Regions from separate parts of the Mus musculus genome. Here region 2 is linked to region 1. A link is a contact called in public HiChIP or PLAC-seq data. All regions are on one chromosome and are shown on one strand. Each heading gives the region's core, a stretch centred on a gene start, on an enhancer-like site or on the middle of the called end of the contact. The rest is flanking DNA. Distances are from core to core; before and after follow the strand shown.

Evidence for each region. HiChIP or PLAC-seq counts read pairs in DNA pulled down with a chosen protein or histone mark.
Region 2: an H3K27ac HiChIP or PLAC-seq map of embryonic stem cells shows a contact between it and region 1, with 5 read pairs. The contact joins two enhancer-like sites. A contact is called at or near these places in 1 of 484 Hi-C or Micro-C datasets (bone marrow-derived macrophages), 2 of 115 datasets of contacts at active chromatin or transcription factors (embryonic stem cells and pancreatic cancer cells) and 2 of 9 other capture datasets (liver and pancreatic islet).

The regions. Positions count from the first base shown.
Region 1 is chr17:29,070,010-29,075,734 of GRCm38.p6, reverse strand. The region is part of intron 1 of Trp53cor1 (tumor protein p53 pathway corepressor 1); the gene reads left to right. Among named protein-coding and RNA genes, the nearest start is that of Trp53cor1, 6.3 kb to the left of the region's middle. Within about 2 kb of position 2,749, at least 48 of the 459 cell types and tissues checked have an H3K27ac peak or open chromatin away from gene starts, as enhancers often do. A contact at or near this core is called in embryonic stem cells, where this site is marked.
Region 2 is chr17:29,209,677-29,215,000 of GRCm38.p6, reverse strand. It overlaps Cpne5 (copine V), which reads left to right. Exons shown (of 21, transcript NM_153166.2): 4 at 3,250-3,353; 5 at 5,272-5,311. Among named protein-coding and RNA genes, the nearest start is that of Cpne5, 25 kb to the left of the region's middle. Within about 2 kb of position 1,395, at least 17 of the 459 cell types and tissues checked have an H3K27ac peak or open chromatin away from gene starts, as enhancers often do. A contact at or near this core is called in embryonic stem cells, where this site is marked.

The DNA of each region.
Region 1 (5,725 bases), core at 1,500-3,999:
CAAAAAACCTTCCGGAAATGTTTATGTCAATTGCCTGCCTAAATAATTGAGTACCTCTTGGCTCAGACAATTTTATGCCGCTTTTCCCATTCAATTCTTTTCAGGCTCAAAGAGTTTCTCCAGGGTGAATGTGAACATCTCTATTAGGGAGGTAACTTTAGGTCGTGAAAGGCTGCGCCAGTGGTGATCCCCTGGAGAAAGCAGCCTGTGGACAATTCACTGTGAGGTTCTGAGTCTAGAAACATTTGGAGTCTTTCCTGAGCCCTGAGTGGTGGCCCATGAGTATAAGCCCCCACACTCCTGAGTTTGAGGCAGGAGGATTGGGAATTTGAGTGCAGTCTGAGCTCCACAATGAGACTTTGTTTCAAAAGGACAAAATAGGGCTGGCTAGAAGGCTCAGTGGGTGGAAATATCTCATACAGAGTTTAATAACTTGGGTTTAATCCCTTGGTGAAAGGAGAGCCTGCTTCTGAAAGTCACCCTCCATGTGTGTCCTGACATGCAAGCATCCCCCACCCACCCAATAAACAAATAACATGTAATACAAGTTAAGAAACAAACTATTTAGTGCATCCCTAGATTTCTCTGACTGGCGGATCTGAATAATCTACTTGTGTTTACTGCGAGTGGCTGTAACCAGTGAACCATCTTCCCAGCCAAGGACCGCAGCTTTAACTCCGAAAGGAGAGGAACTGAGATGGCTCCGCGGGTAGAGGTGCTTGCCGCAGTCTGAGGACATGAGTTCAATTCCTGCTACCCACACAGTGAGAAGAGAGAATCAACTTCTGCATGAAGTGCTTTGACCACCACAGGCTCACGCTGTGGCATGCAAGTTCAGGGACACACACTAAATAAAAATATAAGTGGAGTAAAAAGTAAAAGACCATTAAAACCTGAATCAGAGGAGGACCAGAAAGAGGAGAGAAAAAGACAACCCAGTTGTTTCCCCGCCCCCCCCCCATCTCCATGCTCCCTCACACACCCACACACTGACTGCATAGGGTGCTCTGTGGCTCCTCACCCCACTTCCCATCTCTTCAAGATCAAAATCATAATTGTAATGATAATTAGTACTAAAGTGCTCCTTCTGACTGAGCTGCAGTCCTGCAAACCTGGGCTACCGCGAGTTATTAGAACCATCTAAACATGGCGACCCTGGTTTGTGCTTAGCAACTTGCCAAGCACTTTCCCTTCACAAGGCTCTGTTATAAGTATCCAAGGATCGCTTGGTTAATTTCCCCCTTACTCATCCCATGAAGGATGTACTGTGACTTTCATCCCCATTTTACAGATTAGGAAATTGAGGTACAGATAGAGATGAAGTTACTTCCCAAGCCAGACAGAGACTGAGCAAGGATTTGAACCCAGACAGGCTGGCTCCAGCAGCCGAGCTCTTATCTTAACCACTAATGACAAGCCTCAGCTGATGCTCAGGCTGCGATTACCCGGCTCCAGCTGCACCGCCCAGCGTTCGCACACGCGCAGTAGCTCAGGTGAGCTTTACAAGTACTGCGACCATTGCGTTTACAAAGGGCACAGCAAAACACAGAAAGGCCGAGCCACTTGCCCAATCACACAGCCACAAAGGACAAATTTGAACCCACACAATGTAGCCCTACAGCGTGTGATCCTTGCGCTGAGCTGCAGACCTGGGCTACCTTGAATTATTAGAACCATCTGAGTGTGACGACCGTGGCTTATGAATTTGACAAGGACTTAATAGCCAGTGAGCCCTCTTCTAAATATTTTTATGATATTTAATGATATTTCATATGCAACTCAGATGGTGTGCCTGCTTACCATTCACCAAGCAGCTCATAAGCCGGATGTGATGGTGCACGCCTCTAATCCTAGCACTCCGGAAGCTGAGATAGAAAGATCCTATCAAGGTCATCCTTGGCTACAAGTTCCAGGCCAGCCTGAGAGCTAGCTCTCAGGTCTCAAAAAATAAAATCTTAACGCAGGAGCGTGTAGGGAACTGTGGGCTGGCGTGTGCAAGACCCTGCGTTTTATCCCTGGCTCTGTGGAAAGAGATCATGTTCCAAGTTCGTTGTAGGAAGTACTGGGAGGTTCCAGAAGAAAGGCAAGTAACCCTGGAGACCGCAGAGGACAACAGTAGCCTCTATCTTTCCAGCCAGTGTTACAAACTGTCTCCGACTCTTTACTGTGCAAAGGCTTTTCTTTCTCTTCGGCAGTAAATAGGTCATGTTCTCTACTGCAAACACTGAGTTTCCAGAGTCGATGATGCCCTAGAGTGACCCTATAAATGGACTCCTCCCAGGCATATATCCTCACTTTCACCCCAAACCCACTCATCCTTTACAGCCCACCCCCTTCTACCTCCTGGGATCTTTGAACAGCCCTTCTTCCTCCCAGGGGGCTTCTCTACCTCTGCCAAGACCTGCCAAGAGTTTGACCCATCCCTCTTGGCTTCCATTCTCCACACCCCTGTCTCCAAGTCAGTCTGTGCCCTTCTCCAGCCCTCCACCCTGGGCTCTATTTCCACAGGAAGCCAACAGCGCGCGGGACTTTCTGTGATGTTTGTGCAAGTGCGTAGATGACCTAGATGACCGCGATACAATGAGGGGAGGGGGTTGGAGGCTGTGGCCTGGGAGTGCCTCCCAAGGACACAGGTGCATTTAGAGCAGGGACCTTTCGGGCTGTAGGATGCTTTTTACCAGACAGAACAGTCCCCTGGTATAATTTCAGGCTAGCAGGCAGGGCCCCAGAGAGCTATTTTAGTGAGAGGCACTCTTTTGATGTGCCTTAAACAGCTCCAGGGAGCTAATCCCGCCCCAGGGTGGGGCAGCCTGGGCGCCTGGGCCCATTAGGACGGAATGAAAGGCTTTTGAAGGTGGTGGCTCAAGACAGGTGGTCTTTTGGTTCCAGCCACAGTGTCTCTGTCAGGATGGGTGAGTTCTGGAGTGAGAGATGTATAGACAGCCCTGCCAGATGGAGAAGTCTGGGTGGAGGAAACTCAGGGACAGGAGACTTCTCCCAGATCTGATCATCGTAGTGAGTACCATGCTATGCCAGCCTCCCCACAGGTTTTGTAAAGGATCAGGTGAGATAAAGCATAGCCCAGAGCCAACCCCCAAAGGCAGGCAAGTGTGCTTAAGCCTTCTTTTCTGTTTTCTTTTTGACAGCACATCCCTGTATCTGTGAGCCACGTGTGACTCCCCTCTAGTCAAAGGGGTCAAAGGGGACAATGATTTGGTACTTTGTGTTCTCTGAGTCACTGGCACCCCTCACTCTATCCCGTACCCCTCCCCCATTCCCTGCTTCCCCACCCTCCAGCATCTCAGATTCTGTCACAGGGACCCAGCCACACCAGCCATGTGTCCATGTGAGCAATGTGTCAAATGAAGATTAATTGTCCCAGATTACCTGGGATTGCAGGGTCTTCTGGAGTTTAGGAGCTGAGTTTCAGCCCCGGGCACGCAGGCGTGGTTGTTCATGCTGGACCGACCCAGAAGTCACTGAGTATGTTGTGTATATGTTGTGTGTGTTGAGGTGCAGCTTAAGTGTGATCAGATGTCTTTGTGCACAGTGGGTCTGCTGGTACGTTTGTCTGTCTGCTGGGTTTCAGTTGCTCCGTGTAGGAAGACGTAATGTGTTTGTAAGATACATAGAGATGGGTGTGTACACTTTAGACTGCACGAGTAATGCTGTTAGATGCAGGAAATATGGAGGTCGCACCCCCTCCCCCCAATTCTCTTGGGTGGAAATAAGACAATATGCATGGTGTTCAGTGAACCATGAATTCTCTGGCAAAAACCTGAGTTGTGTTTTTCAAGTGAGTCTGATATATTGGTGTGGGGGGCAGGGAAGAGACTCTTGGTGTGTGATTGGTATAAAGCTGTTACTGGCTGTGGTGATGAGTTCTTTGTCTGATGGGGGGTGTTGCTGAGACCTGTAGCTGGTGTGTGTTTGGCACATGCTCTGTGCAGTAGCCCGTGTGGGCTTGGTTGGGGGTGGGAGCATGAGGCGTGTGATTTATGTCCCTAGTGCAGAAAGAAGTGTTGGTGGTGTCCGTGTGATGCGGCACATCCTCTGTGCGAGATGCAAGGGGAAGGTAGGAAAGGATATTTGGCACAGGTGACTGTGCCCCATGGTCGACGGGCGGGGCACTCCACTTTTTTTTTTTAAAGATTTATTTATTTATTATATGTAAATACACTGTAGCTGTCTTCAGACACACCAGAAGAGGGAGTCAGATCTTGTTACGGATGGTTGTGAGCCACCATGTGGTTGCTGGGATTTGAACTCTGGACCTTCGGAAGAGCAGTCGGGTGCTCTTACCCACTGAGCCATCTCACCAGCCCCTTGTTCTCCTTTTGATAAAGCCACATTGATCACTCCACCGAGTGGCTGAGAAGTCCCCTCTCATTGCCCAGAAGACTCTCAAACGTCCACTCATGGATACTCACCTAGAGATGCCTACCTGGGTCCCCCATGCCCACACTGGAAACAGGCACGTTTTAGGAAATTTCAAGTCTGAGAGTCCCAAACATGTCCAAAGTGTAGGCTTTTTTAACCCTAAGAGGCCTTTCCTTTCAGGGAAAAGGAAGCAAGGTTTATACTGCAACAAACAAACAAATAAACAAACAAACCGAGGCTGGAGGGAAGGGGAATTCCATGAAGCTATTGGGATGGGACACCTCCCAGAAGCTGTGAGAATTAAAACAGTAGTTCTCCACTTTCCTAATGCTTCGACCCTTTAACACAGTTCCTCACGTTGAGGTGACCCCAACCATACAATTATTTTTCTTGCTACTTCATAACTATAATTTTGCTGCTGTTATGAATCATAATATAAATATCCACTGTCCAGGATATCTGATATTCGACCCTTATGAAAGGGGGTCATGACCTACAGGTTGAGAAATGCTGGGTTAAGTGGCCAGCGTAGTCCTTACTTCCCTTGCGGCTGCGGTAAAATCCCTGACGCAGGCAACTGCAGGGAGAAAGGAGTTCCTTTGTCTCAGCTTGAGCAGTAGGTCCCACGGGCAGTGGGCGTCAGAGAGAGCTGGCTACGTGGTTTACAGAGAGACAAGGGAAGACCAGGGCGCAGCTTGCTTTCTCCCATTTATTCAGTCCCTGACCTCAGTACCGAGGATGGCACAGCCCACTTTAGGGTGGGTTTTCCCACATCAATGAATTTAATCTCATTTCTCACCAGTATTCCCAGAGCTTATTCCATTCCCTAAGTCGACCATTTAGATTAATTCTAATTGTCAACCTTATAGTTAATACCCACCAAAAGTCTTTAAACGGCCACCTGTAGAGGGCTTTGGTCCCCTGTAGAGGGCTGCCCCCTCCTCTCCAGCTTCTTCCCCTTACCCTCTTTCCATCATTGCATCATGGGTATTTGTTCACTTAGGTGTCTGAACAGTTGAAGCTTCCTTGGTGTAGATCAAAACTGGCCAAACACTGGTGATTTCGTAGTTTCTACCTGGTGTGGTTTTCAAATCTCTTTTGTAGTTTAGAGCACACAGGGCAGACCAACGAGACGGCTCAGTGGGTGCAGCTGCTTGCTGCCAAGCCTGAGGAGCGAGTTCTGCCCCTGGAACACACATGGAAGAGGAGAGGAAGTTGGGTTGACCTCTGACCTCCACATGTGTGGGATGACGTGCACAAGACAGCCACTCGCACAATTTAAAAAAAAAAAACAAAACACGTCTGAGGGTCCATCAATGGTCTAGAGGAGGTGGCCAACAAGTTC
Region 2 (5,324 bases), core at 146-2,645, 140 kb before region 1:
CTGACGAGCTCTGATGAGGACACGTGAGCATGAGGGCTCACCTGTTCCCAGAAATACCAATTCTTCTGTATAGCGGAGCCCCCTGGGAACCACTTAATTCAGTCCCCAAAGCAGTTTCAAGGCTTGCCTCCCTTTGAGGGTCTACTGGTCAGGATGATCTGAAGTTAATGCCGCTTAATTGGTGTTCTCGGGGCTTAGTCATGGGAGCTCATGGGAGCGGCTTCCTCGAAAAGCTTCACTGGGTCTGTTGCTAGGGACAAAGCCTTTCAGAGGGTAACTGCTCTTCTTTCCGGGGCGTCTTTTGGCTTATGCTTTTGATTCTCTCCCCAGGAGGCATCCCAGTCCTGAGGTCAGGGAGCCCCCTCCCCGACATTGCTCACCCCTCTCGGAGTAGCCTGGGAAGGTTCTCTAGCTTTTCTGCATCTATTTCATGTACTGATTTCCTGGCTCAGCACAGCCAAGGTGCATTTGGACCCCTGTGCTTGTGTGGGGCTTGCTTAGGGTTCATGGTGCACATGCTACAGGAGAGACCCTCTCTCTTGTCTCAGAGCCCAGAGCTTAGACCAAGCAGTGGTTCCGAATGGACTAGCGTGGTGGACAGGTGATTCTGAGGAAGTGTCCGGGCTCCAGGTTGAGATGGTGAGGGGCCTGGCCTCCTCCCTGCTCCCCTAGGATGGAAGGATGGAATGGGATGCACACAGCAGTTAGACTGCAGGCAGGCTTTGCTGCTCATACTTCATCTCCCCAAGGCCACTCTGTCTGGAGAACTCTGCAGTTCTATGTGAAATAATACAGCGTCCAGGTTGACACCCCCCCCCAACACACACCATTATCCATCATTTATTGTATTCTTGCCTTCATTAGCCAGAGTATGCATTGAGCCTGACAGGCACCCAGTGGCCTCTTAGAATTTTAAAATCTGTGTTTCAGCACACACACACACACACACACACACACCCCTTGCTGTTATTAGTCCAACTAATGAAAAAGCTTCCTTAGCAGGCCCCTGGGCTGTTGATTTCACAGTTGCAATGTACATATGTTAATTATGCCCGAATCCCAGCAATCCTTCAAGCCCCTCCACTTTCCAGGGACCTTCGGAGCCCCCCCTCCCATCCTGTTTCCAGGGGAACCCCCGTCTCCTTCTGCAGCAGAAAGCAGTCTCCAGGGAATTCCCCCCTTGTTGAAGCGTCAAGTGCCATTTTCAAAGCAGCCACTGTCATCCTCCCTGCCGGGCAAGGGGGGGGTGTCCGTGGACTGTGGGCTGGGGGTGGGCCGTGGAAGTGGGGTTGTCTGTCAGCCCTGGTAGGGGAATGCTTCAGGCTAGAGGCATTGAAGGAGAACAGCAGGAAGTCTGATCTTTCCAGAGAATTCTCTAAGACATAAGTGTTTACCTGCAGGACTCCCGCAAAGAAGCCATTAGGGGAAATTTTCCTTTTGTCTGAAGCCGGGAGGTTTACTTAGAAGGGGCGGGGAGCTTGTAGGAAATCCTTTGCAAAGGGTTGCATGTTTGTGACGTTGTTATGGAATTTATAGGAGAGACAGGAGCTGGGTTTTATTGAGGCTAGAGTGTGGTGTTCCCCTACCCCCACCCCCACCCCGAACCCATTGCTTGCACACAGCAGGGCTGTCCTCAGTCCTTGGAAAATAATCCACCTTCTCTGATTTTCATTTGCTTAGGTGGCTCCTCCCTCCAGTCAGGTGAGGTACAAAAAATATCCTGAGTTTCTCGCTCTGTGGCTGTGGGCAGGTTACCTAACCTTGCTGACTTATTTCCGTGTTCATGAGCCGGTAACAGCCCTCAGAATTTTTAAAGAATTAAACGAGATAGCTTAATGATCCCGTTGATCAATGAACGGGAGAAGCTGGGTAAATGTTAGTTTTCTCCCCCCCCCCCCCCCCCCCCCGGCCCAGTCCTCATTCATTAGCGGCTCTCAACCTCATCTGCTTATTAGCTGTATCTAGAGACCCTCCCGGGAGGATGTACAGTTGTTTGGGCCCCATGCACATCGATTCGACTTTAACTGGCCTGTGGGATGGCTGAGCGTGGATATATATATATATATATGTTTTTGAGACAGGGTTTCTCTTTGTAGCTCTGGCTGTTCTGGAACTTGCTCTGTGGACCAGACTGTCCTCAAACTCACAAAGATCTGCCTTACTCTGCCTCCCTGGCATGATCAAAGGCATGTGCCACTGCTACCTAGAAGGGATGTGGGTTTTTTGTTTGTTCTTTTGGTTTTTTTGTTGGTTTTTGTTTTGTTTTGTTTTGTTTTGTTTTGTTTTTTCGAGACAGGGTTTCTCTGTGTAGCCTTCCCTGGCTGTCCTGGAACTCACTCTGTAGACCAGGCTGGCCTCGAATTCAGAAATCCACCTGCCTCTGCCTCCCAAGTGCTGGGATTAAAGGCATGCGCCACCACCGCCCGGGGTAAGTATATATTTTTAAGCACCTGTTAAAGCATATATATATGCTCATTTATTTTACTCATTTCATGTTTGTGTGAATATACTCACACAAACATGAAATGAGCAAACATCCATTTAATTTGTCACACCCCAATGAGACAGCAAAGACAGCACCCAGCCAGGCACACAGTGACTCGGACATAAGTGTATGGGTAGATTCAGTGTGGCGACGCTGGCCAGGTGGGAGCCAGTCACGAATTGCAGACACTGAACTCACACATATGTTTATGCAGGTTGGGTAGGAGCTGGCTGCAGTGTGCACTTGTCTACGGAGGCTCATTAGTAACCCACTCTGGGCACTGAGCGCACTTCTTGCCTGCAGTTTGCAGAGTAGCTTAGTCAAAGAAGACTCTGAAAGAGGAGCAAGCAGCACTCCTCCGTGGTCTCCGCATTAGCTCCTGCCTTTAGGTTCCTGCCCTGCTTGAGTTCCTGTCTGACTTCCTCCCTGAGTTGTTTTGGCCATGACCTTTCACCATAGCAATAACAGCCCACTGCCTGGTCGGGGGTGGAGGGTGGGGCAGACAAAGGCTAAAGGCAAGATAGACCACACAGGGTCACTCAGATATGACACCATCTACCCCTGGAGCTCATGCCTGGAAAGGGAGGGAGGGAGGGATCTAGGGATCAGAGAGGAAGCCAGGAGAGACGTTTTCACGCCTGTAGGAGGCAGAGCCCAGCGTGTGGGCTGGAGCCAGAGCCCAGCGTGTGGGCTGGAGCCAGAGCCCAGCGTGTGGGCTGGAGCCCACAAGTGCCCCCACACCTCACCAGCTCATTCTCTCGCAGTTCGGACGCACCGAGGTCATAGATAACACGCTCAACCCGGACTTCGTGCGCAAGTTCATTGTGGATTACTTCTTTGAGGAGAAGCAGAACCTCCGCTTTGATCTGTGAGTGGAAGGTGGGGCTCATGCGAAGGGGGTGGGAGGGGAGTTGTGGGACTGGGGCCCTGGTGACAGGGTACAGGTGGAGAAGCAGGGATATTCTGGGAGACCAGGGAGATAAACATGACAGATGACATCTACCCCAGCCCTGCTAGGGTGTGGGAAATGGGGTGTGTGCGCATGCCAGATCTTATCCAGCATTTGCCTCAATTAAATGGGGGTGGGGGCGAGGTGCCTGACTCTGGGGAGCATCCATTGAGGCGATTCCGGCTTCCACCTCTGAGCCTTTTCCTCCCTAGCGTCCAAGGTACCTGCTGGCCTCTCCCTATGGTGTAGTGGTGTGTGTGTGTGTGTGTGTGTGTGTGTATGTGTGTGTGTGCGCGCGCGCGCGTATCTAGTCTCCCTGCAAAGGTCACAAAACAAGTAGGGCTCTGCTCTCTGTGTGTCCACCAGAAAGAGGGACAGGGCCATCAGAAGGGCTTGCCCTCTTGGTGACTGGGCAGGGAGCTTGTGTCATTTCCAGCTGTTGTGGGGGACATGAGGTGGTTTGTAAAAGGCCAGTGTCCTGGAGAAGAGTCAAAAGTGTGGGGAAGAAAAGGGCTGGAGCTTGAGGGAATCTGGCAAAAGTGTGTGTGAGTGTGTGTGTGTGTGTGTGACCTCTGGCAGGGCTGAGCATGAGTATATTTTTTTAAGCACTTGTTAAAGCATGCATTAATATATTTTTTAAAATATGCATGTGCATGTGTGTGTTCGAGTGTATTTGTGCACACGTATGGGTATGTCACACATGTGTGTGTGTGTGCAAGTGCATGCATGCACATGTGTGCCTGCGTGCATGAGCATGTATGTGTGTGTGTGCATGTGTGCATGCATGTGTATGTGAGCATTTGTGTGCGTGTGCGTGCGTGTGTGTGTGTGTGTGTGTCGCGTGGTGACAGTCTGGTGAGGCCAACTGTCAGGACAAGTGGGCAGCAATCTCCAGCCCTCAGCAGCCTAGAACAGAGGAAGCTGCTGGAAGGAAGGTTGTAAGATCCTGGGAGAACGGGCTGCAGCTCAGCAGCCGACTCCACAAGGGGCCAGCCCAGCTGCAGGACCAAGCTGCCTGCCGCCCACTCAGGTGGAGGTAGCCATGCCTCCCTTTCTTAGGAGCGACCAGCTCAGTGTAGAGGCAGGCTCCAGGTGAGGAGAAGATGTGAGGACAGAGCTGCCAGACAGGCACCCATGAAGCTTGGGGGACAGACAACTGGGATTGATGGATAGGGTGACCCAGTCTCCTGTGGTGACCCAGCCACCTGTGGTGACCCAGCCACCTGTGGTGACCCAGTCTCCTGTGACCCAGCCACCTATGACCCAGTCACCTGTGACCCAGCCACCTGTGGTGACCCAATCTCCTGTGACCCAGCCACCTATGACCCAGTCACCTGTGACCCAGCCACCTATGACCCAGCCACCTGTAGTAATCTAGCCACCTGTGACCCAGCCAGGGTACAGGGTTCACTTGTGTCATTCATTCTTAGTAAGATAGAACACACTCACAGGGAAGGGTATTTATGTGTGTGTGTGTGTGTGTGTGTGTGTGTGTACATGCGTGTGTGCACATGCGTGTGTGCGTGGCAGGGTATGGAGGCCAGAGGACAGTTTGTGAGAACTGGTTTTCTCCTTCCTTCATGTGAGTCTCGGGGACTGAACTCAGATCACCAGGTTTGGCCGAAAGCGCCATCTCACTGGCTGAGAAATACCCAACTCCTAAGAGGCTCAGGTTTATCTTTAGCCCAGTCTTCACTGAGGTCAGGACAGGATGAGCCTCCAAGACTCCCAGTGCTCACACTGACAGAGCCTACTTGAGGGGTGGACTCAGAGTTGGAGACAGGGTTAAGTGGGATGTCCCCTGCCTGCCTTTACCATCTTTCTGTGTTCCCTGTAGCTACGATGTTGACTCCAAGAGCCCGGATCTATCTAAACACGTGAGTTCCGCCC